Linked DNA regions of Sus scrofa: region 1 is linked to region 2. The links are chromatin contacts, called in public HiChIP or PLAC-seq maps. All regions are on one chromosome and are shown on one strand. Each heading gives the region's core, a stretch centred on a gene start, on an enhancer-like site or on the middle of the called end of the contact. The rest is flanking DNA. Distances are from core to core; before and after follow the strand shown.

Region 1 (3,404 bases), core at 75-2,574, 250 kb after region 2:
GAATCAACCTAGGAGAAAAGAGGCTGTTCATTCTAATGGAGTTCTGCTTCTCCTGGCCACTCAAAGAAGGAAAATGACAAATCCTACTCTTCCCCACTGTGAAACTTTGGGGTCCAGGAGGCAATCTTTCCCCTAGGAAACTGCTATGGGGACCCAACCCAGCTCTGCCCTCTATCAGGGAGGTGGCAAATAGTTCAGAGCTCTCCCTGAAATAAGCAATCAAGGAAAAGTTCCCTGGTGGCCTAGCAGGTTAAGGAGCCAGCACTGTCACTGCTGTGGCTCAGATTTTTGACCCCTGGCCCAGGAACTTTTGTATACTGCACGTACAGACAAACACGAGAGGAATCATTCTTTCAGAAGAATACTCAGATGAAGTGACCTGATCCCTGATTGTTGACAGCTTAGCATCCACGGTCTTAGAACTGGGCTAAGAGTGGCTACCTGGTCCTCTTTGCCACTTAGGAACAAGTCATGATCCCTAGAAACCATTTTAAGGCATTCAACCTGAACAGCTTATTATGAAACATCTGTCCTGTTTGGTCTGAACCTCCCACCCCAACAATGGTACCATCCTTCTACCACGGCAAGCATTGCATTCACTCTCCACCCTTTAAAGGTCCAGTGGTAACTCACCTGGAGAAAAAATTTACACTTTCTCAGCACATGGGACTTATTCTCCAATAGTCAGATAAGTACTTTCTCTGGAGGGGACAGCCTTACCGACGCAGGTCTCTCTCCTGGCCAGCGACTATCTGACCATGAGGTTAGGCTCACCTGGCTGGAAAAACCATGGACCCGGCCTCTGCAAGATGACCGCTCCCCTCTGCCCAGCCCACTTCAGATTCTTTCCCTGCCCTTTGGATTCCTGAAACTGCGATGAGTTCCCTGTGGTGGCTCAGTGGGTTAAGGACCCAACATGGTCTCTCTGAGGATGCATGTTCCATCCGGGCCTCGCTCAGTCGCTTAAGGATCTGAGATTAAGAGACTCATTAGTTGTGGGGGGAAAGAGGTCGGCTTCCAACCCCCTCCCTAAAGCCTTGTCCACTCATTCCCATCCCACCCTCTCCTAACGCAGCATCTCACCCCGAAAGGATCCGTGCAAGAGGAGGTACAGGTCTTGGCCTGAGCTGCGGCCAAGGCTGCCCACGCGCTGTCTGCGGCCGTCGGGGAGCCCGCACCTCGCGGGGGCTCACTCGACAGGCTTCCCGCTGAGGCGCTGCAGTTCTTGTCTCCACCGCAGGCGGCGCTGTCTCGGGAGGCTCATGCCGCTGCCCCGCCCCTCGCGCGCCCGCCCGGCCTGTGCGCAGGCGCGGCTTCGCGGATTGGCCGCGCGCGGGAGCCGTCCGGCGGCGGCGGGTCGGGCCGCGGGGCTGGCGCGCGGCGGGAGAAAGATGGCGGCGGCGGCGGCGGCTGGCGCGGCCTCGGGGCTGCCGGGGCCGGTGGCCCAAGGGCTGAAAGAGGCGCTGGTGGATACGCTCACCGGGATCCTGTCTCCGGTGCAGGAAGTGCGGGCGGCCGCCGAGGAGCAGATCAAAGTGCTGGAGGTGACAGAGGGTGAGTGAGGCGGGTCGTCGCGAGGGCGGCTGACCTGGGCCGCGCTGACCGCAGGCTGGGGAGGGAGGGTCCTGGGGAGGCTAGTCAGGGAGGCCGGTGGGGAAGGAGGGTTCTCCCGGGAGGGAAGGTCCCCCCGGGAGGGAGGCGCCTGGGCGGCGGCGTGGAGGGTCCTGGAGAGGCCGGCCGGGGAGGGAGGATCCGGGGCGGGAGGGTCCCGGAGGGAGGGCCCCACGGAGGGAGGGTCCAGGGAGGGAGGCTCCGGGAGGACCCTGGGCGGCGGCGCGGAGGGTCCGGGGCAGGCGCGCTGAGCGCGGGCCCGGGCTCGCTCTCGGCCGGGAGCGCGGGGCTGGGCGAGCGGGCGGCGGGGTTGAGGCCGCGGCCGTGGGCCGGAGACCTGGCGGGACCGCGCCTCCGCGCGCCTCCCCGGGAATCAGTCAGACGCCTGTGCGGCCGCCTCCCCTCCCGCGCGCTCCCCGGGGCTTTTCGGAGTGGTTGGCACTGCTCGGGGAAGCTGATCATCCTTTGTCTTTGAGTCTTTGTCCGCATCCTCCTAGTATAGGCTTGAGAATGATGGAGGAAAGAACGAGCCTCTGGCTTGAGGTCGCCTGTCAGTTCCTGCCCAGCGGGCCTTCCCCAGGCCCGGGGGAGCCTTGCTACACGGGCAGTTTGATCCTGAACCCAGAGGAGAGAAATCCTCTCGGGCTTTATGTCAGAAATGCGTCTGGTCCGTCGGGGCTCCGCTCCCCCAGCTCAGCAGGGAGGTTCCACCAGCACTCAAATTGCCGGTGGTCTGACCAGGCACTCTCAGAACCTCGCAGTGGCCCTCCTACTGGACTTAGGGTTTTTGTTGAAAAAGACTTAAAACAGCTTTCCTTTAAATGTAACGTCCTCCCACGACATGGAGCACCATTGAAAACTAAGTCACTTCTCTTGGAAATACTTAGAGATTTGGGATCCAACAGGTTAGGGACCCGGTTTTTGAAGGCCTAGTTGGAGCTGTCATTGTTCTGGAAAATGTCAGACACTGCAAGAGGAGCAACCTCGGGATAGAAGAAAGCTCTCTGGGAGCCATGCATAGGTTGATCTGTGGGAGTTATTATAGCCTCCTGGGTAAAATTCCTTTATTCACAATCTGTCTCCCTTGAGTATGAAGTGACAAAGCAGAGGAACCTCATCACATTCAAGTTATTGCTTGCATAAAGTTGAAGGTTTAGGGTATGACCTGCAAGGTTGAATCAAGTTTTTGGAGTTGAATGTGGTATTTGGGACCCTTTGGAGGTGGTTTGTGTTTCTAAATAGCCTAATTCCTTCTTTTTATTTAAAAACTGGGTGTTCCCATTGTGGTGCAGCGGAAATGAATCTAGCTAGTATCCATGAGGATGCAGGTTCGATCCCTGGCCTCTCCCAGTGGGTCAGGGATCACAGCATTGCCATGAGCTGTGGTGCAGGCCGGCAGCTGTAGCTCCGATTTGACCCCTAGCCTGGGAACCTCCATATGCTGTAGGTGTGGCCATAAAGCAAAAAAATAAAATAAAAAATAAATAAAAACTGTAGAAATTCATGCCTTTCGGTAACCTCTCTTTGAGATGGAGAATGGCGATCCATTCCTCAGATTCAGTACCTTGCTTTTCTCTGTTCCTCTTGTGGCCTTTAACAGATTGTCTTTGCCCATTAAGTCCTGGGTACCTCCTCTGTTGTAGTCCGTTTGAATCTCATGCATCTCCTTAGCGTGGTGGGCTTCTTTGCTAATCATTGCCCTCCTTTTGTGGAAATAAAGCAGCTGGCTTCCTGGCCAGGCTTAGCCAGTCGCCTGGCCCGATGAAACTGGCAGGGTGTTGCTCTGTTGGTAC
Region 2 (3,619 bases), core at 481-2,980:
CTCCCTGAGGCACAAGGTCACTCCCTGGGAGACCAAGAGCAGCCACAAGGATAGTCTCTCTCGCAAGAAGTGACCCTGCCGGCCCGCCCCCCCCACCCCCCGCAAGCACTTCAGCCCACCATGAACATCTGGAGGCCAGAGGTGAGCGCAGCAGTGAACACTCAGCACCTGGTCCCCAAATCCCTCAGGGAAGAAATTCCAGCCTGCCCTGAGAGGACAGCACCTCCAGCCTGCTGAGCTTCTGGGAGCAGTGGGGAGGCATGGGGTGGGGGGCTGGGGGGAGGCCAAGGAGAAGGGAGCCACTGTCCCCGCTGGGTTCCACGTCTGTGCAAGGCTCTCCCAGTGCCAACCCTACAGGAACTGAGCGTGAGAGGGAGGCGACCTGTTTAAGGCCACGGGTTCAGGATCAGGATCAGTTCCCCTTCCAACAACCTCTCACCGAGTGGGTTGCCGTGTTCACCAGAGCCGGGTGTACGGACCTCTGGGGGTAGGAGCCCAGGTGACGCCCTCTCAGCTGGGTGGGCCTAACCATCCACTCACACCCAGGGGCAGGGGTGCCCCCGCCTCCGGGGAGCTGAGCCACCCAGCCTCCTGCCTAGACCCAGATTTGATTAGATCACAACTGTTTGCAGAATTTGCACAACACTCTGGGGCCTGTGAGAGCAGATAAAACGCCTGCCTCGTGGTTGCTGGTGGGGCAATGGACTGCAACTTTCTCTAAGTGTGTTCCCCACTTCAGGGACTGAGGCCACCAAGCACTGTGGGTCCCTTCAGGCTCTGCGATGGTCCCCACTCCTTTAGACGAGCCGGCGGGGGCGGGAGTGAATGGGGCGCGCGCAGTGGGAGGTGGGGGGCAACTCCATCTAGTCTTTTGAAAAGAGTGAAACCAGCACCTGCGCTGCGCAGGGCAGGGCGCAGCTGCCACGGGCGGGCCCCCGAGGCCCGACGGTCCCCACCCTGCCCGCGGGCGCGTTCCCCCAGGGCAGAAGGGCGGGGGCTGCAAGAGGCTCCCACCCCCGCCGGACAACAAGCGTCAGTGCGCGCAGAATGGCCCATTGTTCCGCCTCGGGACCCGCAGGCGGTGGGGGGCGCCGGGCCGTCCCGGGACAGGGGCACGTGGGGGCCCTTTGTGTCCGGGGAACCCGGAGCGGGGAGGAGCCCCGCGCCTCCTGGAAAGAAACCCGCGCGGCCACTTGGCCCCACTCCTCGGCCTGCGCGGGCCCCGGCCGCCCGGTGTCGCGTCTACCCTCCCCTGCAGCCTCCCGAGAGGTGGCGGGACAAGAAGGCCGGGGGCGTCCAGCGCGCGCGGAGCCGGGGCGCGCAGAGGAGCCAGGGCGCTCGGGGGTAGGGGCGGAGGTTGCAGCGGAGCCCAGCGGGGTGGCCCAGAGGGGCTCGGCGAGACCCCGCGCACTCACCTGGCGGCGGTGGTGGCTGGGCTTTCGGTAGCGGCAGCGACAGCGGGCGGCGCTCTGGAAGCGGGGCTGGGCTCGTCCGGCCCGCGCGCCGTTTTGTTCCGCTCCCGGGGGGCGTGTCCCGGCCACGCCAACCAGTGGGCTTTGCACACTGCACCACACCAGCGCCGATGTCACCACACCGGGGCTGATGTCACCGCATCGGCGCTAAGGTCTTGGCGCAACCCCCCAACCCCCCAGCGGGGTCCCCAGGCCCGGGGCGACCCGGCTGCGCCCGGGGGACCCCCTGTGCCCCCGCCACGGAGGAAGCCGCGTCTCGCACGTGCCCGGAACTTCTCAGGGTTTCCTGGCGGCCGGATGCGAGAGGGTGGAGACACAAGTCTGAGAGCTAAGACTTCTGATAAAACCTGCGCCACAAGAGAAGGGGCGGGCGTGGATGGCGGTGGGGACGGTGGTGGGGTCTCACTTGTTCTGGCGGCAGGGTGGCAAGGACACATCTGAGCACCAGGGTAAGAGAGGCCTGAGTTCGGATCCCGCCCCTTCCGTGTACTAGCTGTTGCCCTGGCCTAGATTCCAAATCACCCCCCACCCCCGCCCACAGGCTCCGCATCTGTGAAGGAGCTGTAATCCACAGGGAAGGGGTGTGTTTTGGGGGGAGACGGGGCAGATCTTCTAAGCCTTCTACGCCCTCAGCAGTGGCCCTCGGTGAGTGTAACGCCCTCCTCCAGCAGCTCTTCCTTCTGGGCTTCCCCAATCTCCCCTGCTCTCCAAAGGAGGCTGCCCCACCCCTCCCCCAGAACAGCAGCTCTGAAAAGTGGGTGCCGCCCTCAGCAGCTCCCAGCCCTTCCTGTGCCTGCAGCAGCGGGCATCTCAGAGGTCAGAGCCGCCCGCTCCCTGCAGAGCTGTTCCTGGGTCAGGATAGAACCTCCACCTCTGTCCTGGGCAGAACAGCCCAGAAACCTGGGGCTCTGGAGGGAGAGGGAGTCACCCCCTGGCAGAGGGGTCCTGGTGGGGGGCAGAGCGAGCCCAGCTCTAAAGGAAGGTGCCGGAGTTCCCCTCGTGGCTCAGTGGTTAACAAATCCAACTAGGAACCATGAGGTGGCAGGTTCGATCCCTGGCCTTGCTCAGTGGGTTAAGGATCCGGCATTGCCGTGAGCTGTGGTGTGGGTAGCAGACGTGGCTCAGATCCCGCGTGGCTGTGGCTCTGGTGTAGGCCAGTGGCTACAGCTCCAATGAGACCCCTAGCCTGGGAAACTCCATATGCCACGGGAGTGGCCCTAGAAATGGCAAAAAGACGAGGAAAAAAAAAAAAGAAAAGAAAAAAATAAAAGAAGGTGCCATCTGCTCCCCCAAGTCCTGTTCGGAGGAACACGGAGACCTGAGAGAGACTGAGAACTTAGGGAGACAAAGCACTTCTTTGGGTCCGCGGTGTCGTAGCTCATTCACTGCATTTCCAGGTCGAATGGCACCCTTTGCACTGGGAGCACACCGAGTGGGGTGCAAACCACACTCAGACCTCGGCGCACATTTCGCTGTGCTGTGCCTGCTCCCCGGGTGCCCTGCTGTTTGCCCTCATGGGCTCCAGTGTCTCTGAGAAGGAAGCCTCCTCTCGCCCATGGCTGTGGCCCCGGGGGCAGGTCTTGGAGGGCTGCTGGGCAGCTGGTGGCCCTTCCTCCGGGTCACGCACAGGTGCAGCTGCCACATCTTCCAGCCTGGACAGGTGTCGAGGCCTCAGACCCTCACAGGCCTCATTTACAGCCCCAGGTGGCCGAATCATCTCTCCTCCAGGAATAAAATCAAGCATCTTAGAATCCAGAAAATGAGGTGTTTATCTGGGCTTTTCTGACTTCCTGGCCTAAGAAACAGCTTTCTTTGGGCCAGGCCCATCATGCAAACAGGGCCTCCAAGGAGTTCCCGTCGTGACGCAGCAGAAGCGAATCCAACTAGGAACTATAAGGTTATGGGTTCGATCCCTGGCCTCGCTCAGTGGGTTGAGGATCCGGCGTTGCCGTGAGCTGTGGTGTAGATCGCAGATGCAGCTCGGATCTGGTGTTGCTATGGCTGTGGGGTAGGCCAGCAGCCGTAGCTCCGATGAGACCCCTAGCCTGGGAACCTCCATATGTCATGGGTGTGGCCCCCAAAAGACAAAAACAAACAAATAGGGCCTCCAAGATTGGGATCACTGACCGACCAGGATTTCTTGCAGA

Evidence for each region. HiChIP or PLAC-seq counts read pairs in DNA pulled down with a chosen protein or histone mark.
Region 1: an H3K27ac HiChIP or PLAC-seq map of alveolar macrophages shows a contact between it and region 2. The contact joins the promoter of IPO9 here to the promoter of CSRP1 in region 2. A contact is called at or near these places in 3 of 5 promoter capture datasets (fetal liver, fetal skeletal muscle and liver) and 1 of 2 datasets of contacts at active chromatin or transcription factors (alveolar macrophages).

Annotation. Positions count from the first base shown.
Region 1 is chr10:24,108,802-24,112,205 of Sscrofa11.1, forward strand. It overlaps IPO9 (importin-9), which reads left to right and starts at 1,325. Exons shown (of 24, transcript XM_021064520.1): 1 at 1,325-1,554. The coding sequence starts at 1,392.
Region 2 is chr10:23,862,290-23,865,908 of Sscrofa11.1, forward strand. It overlaps CSRP1 (cysteine and glycine-rich protein 1), which reads right to left and starts at 1,731. Exons shown (of 6, transcript XM_003357676.4): 1 at 1,416-1,731.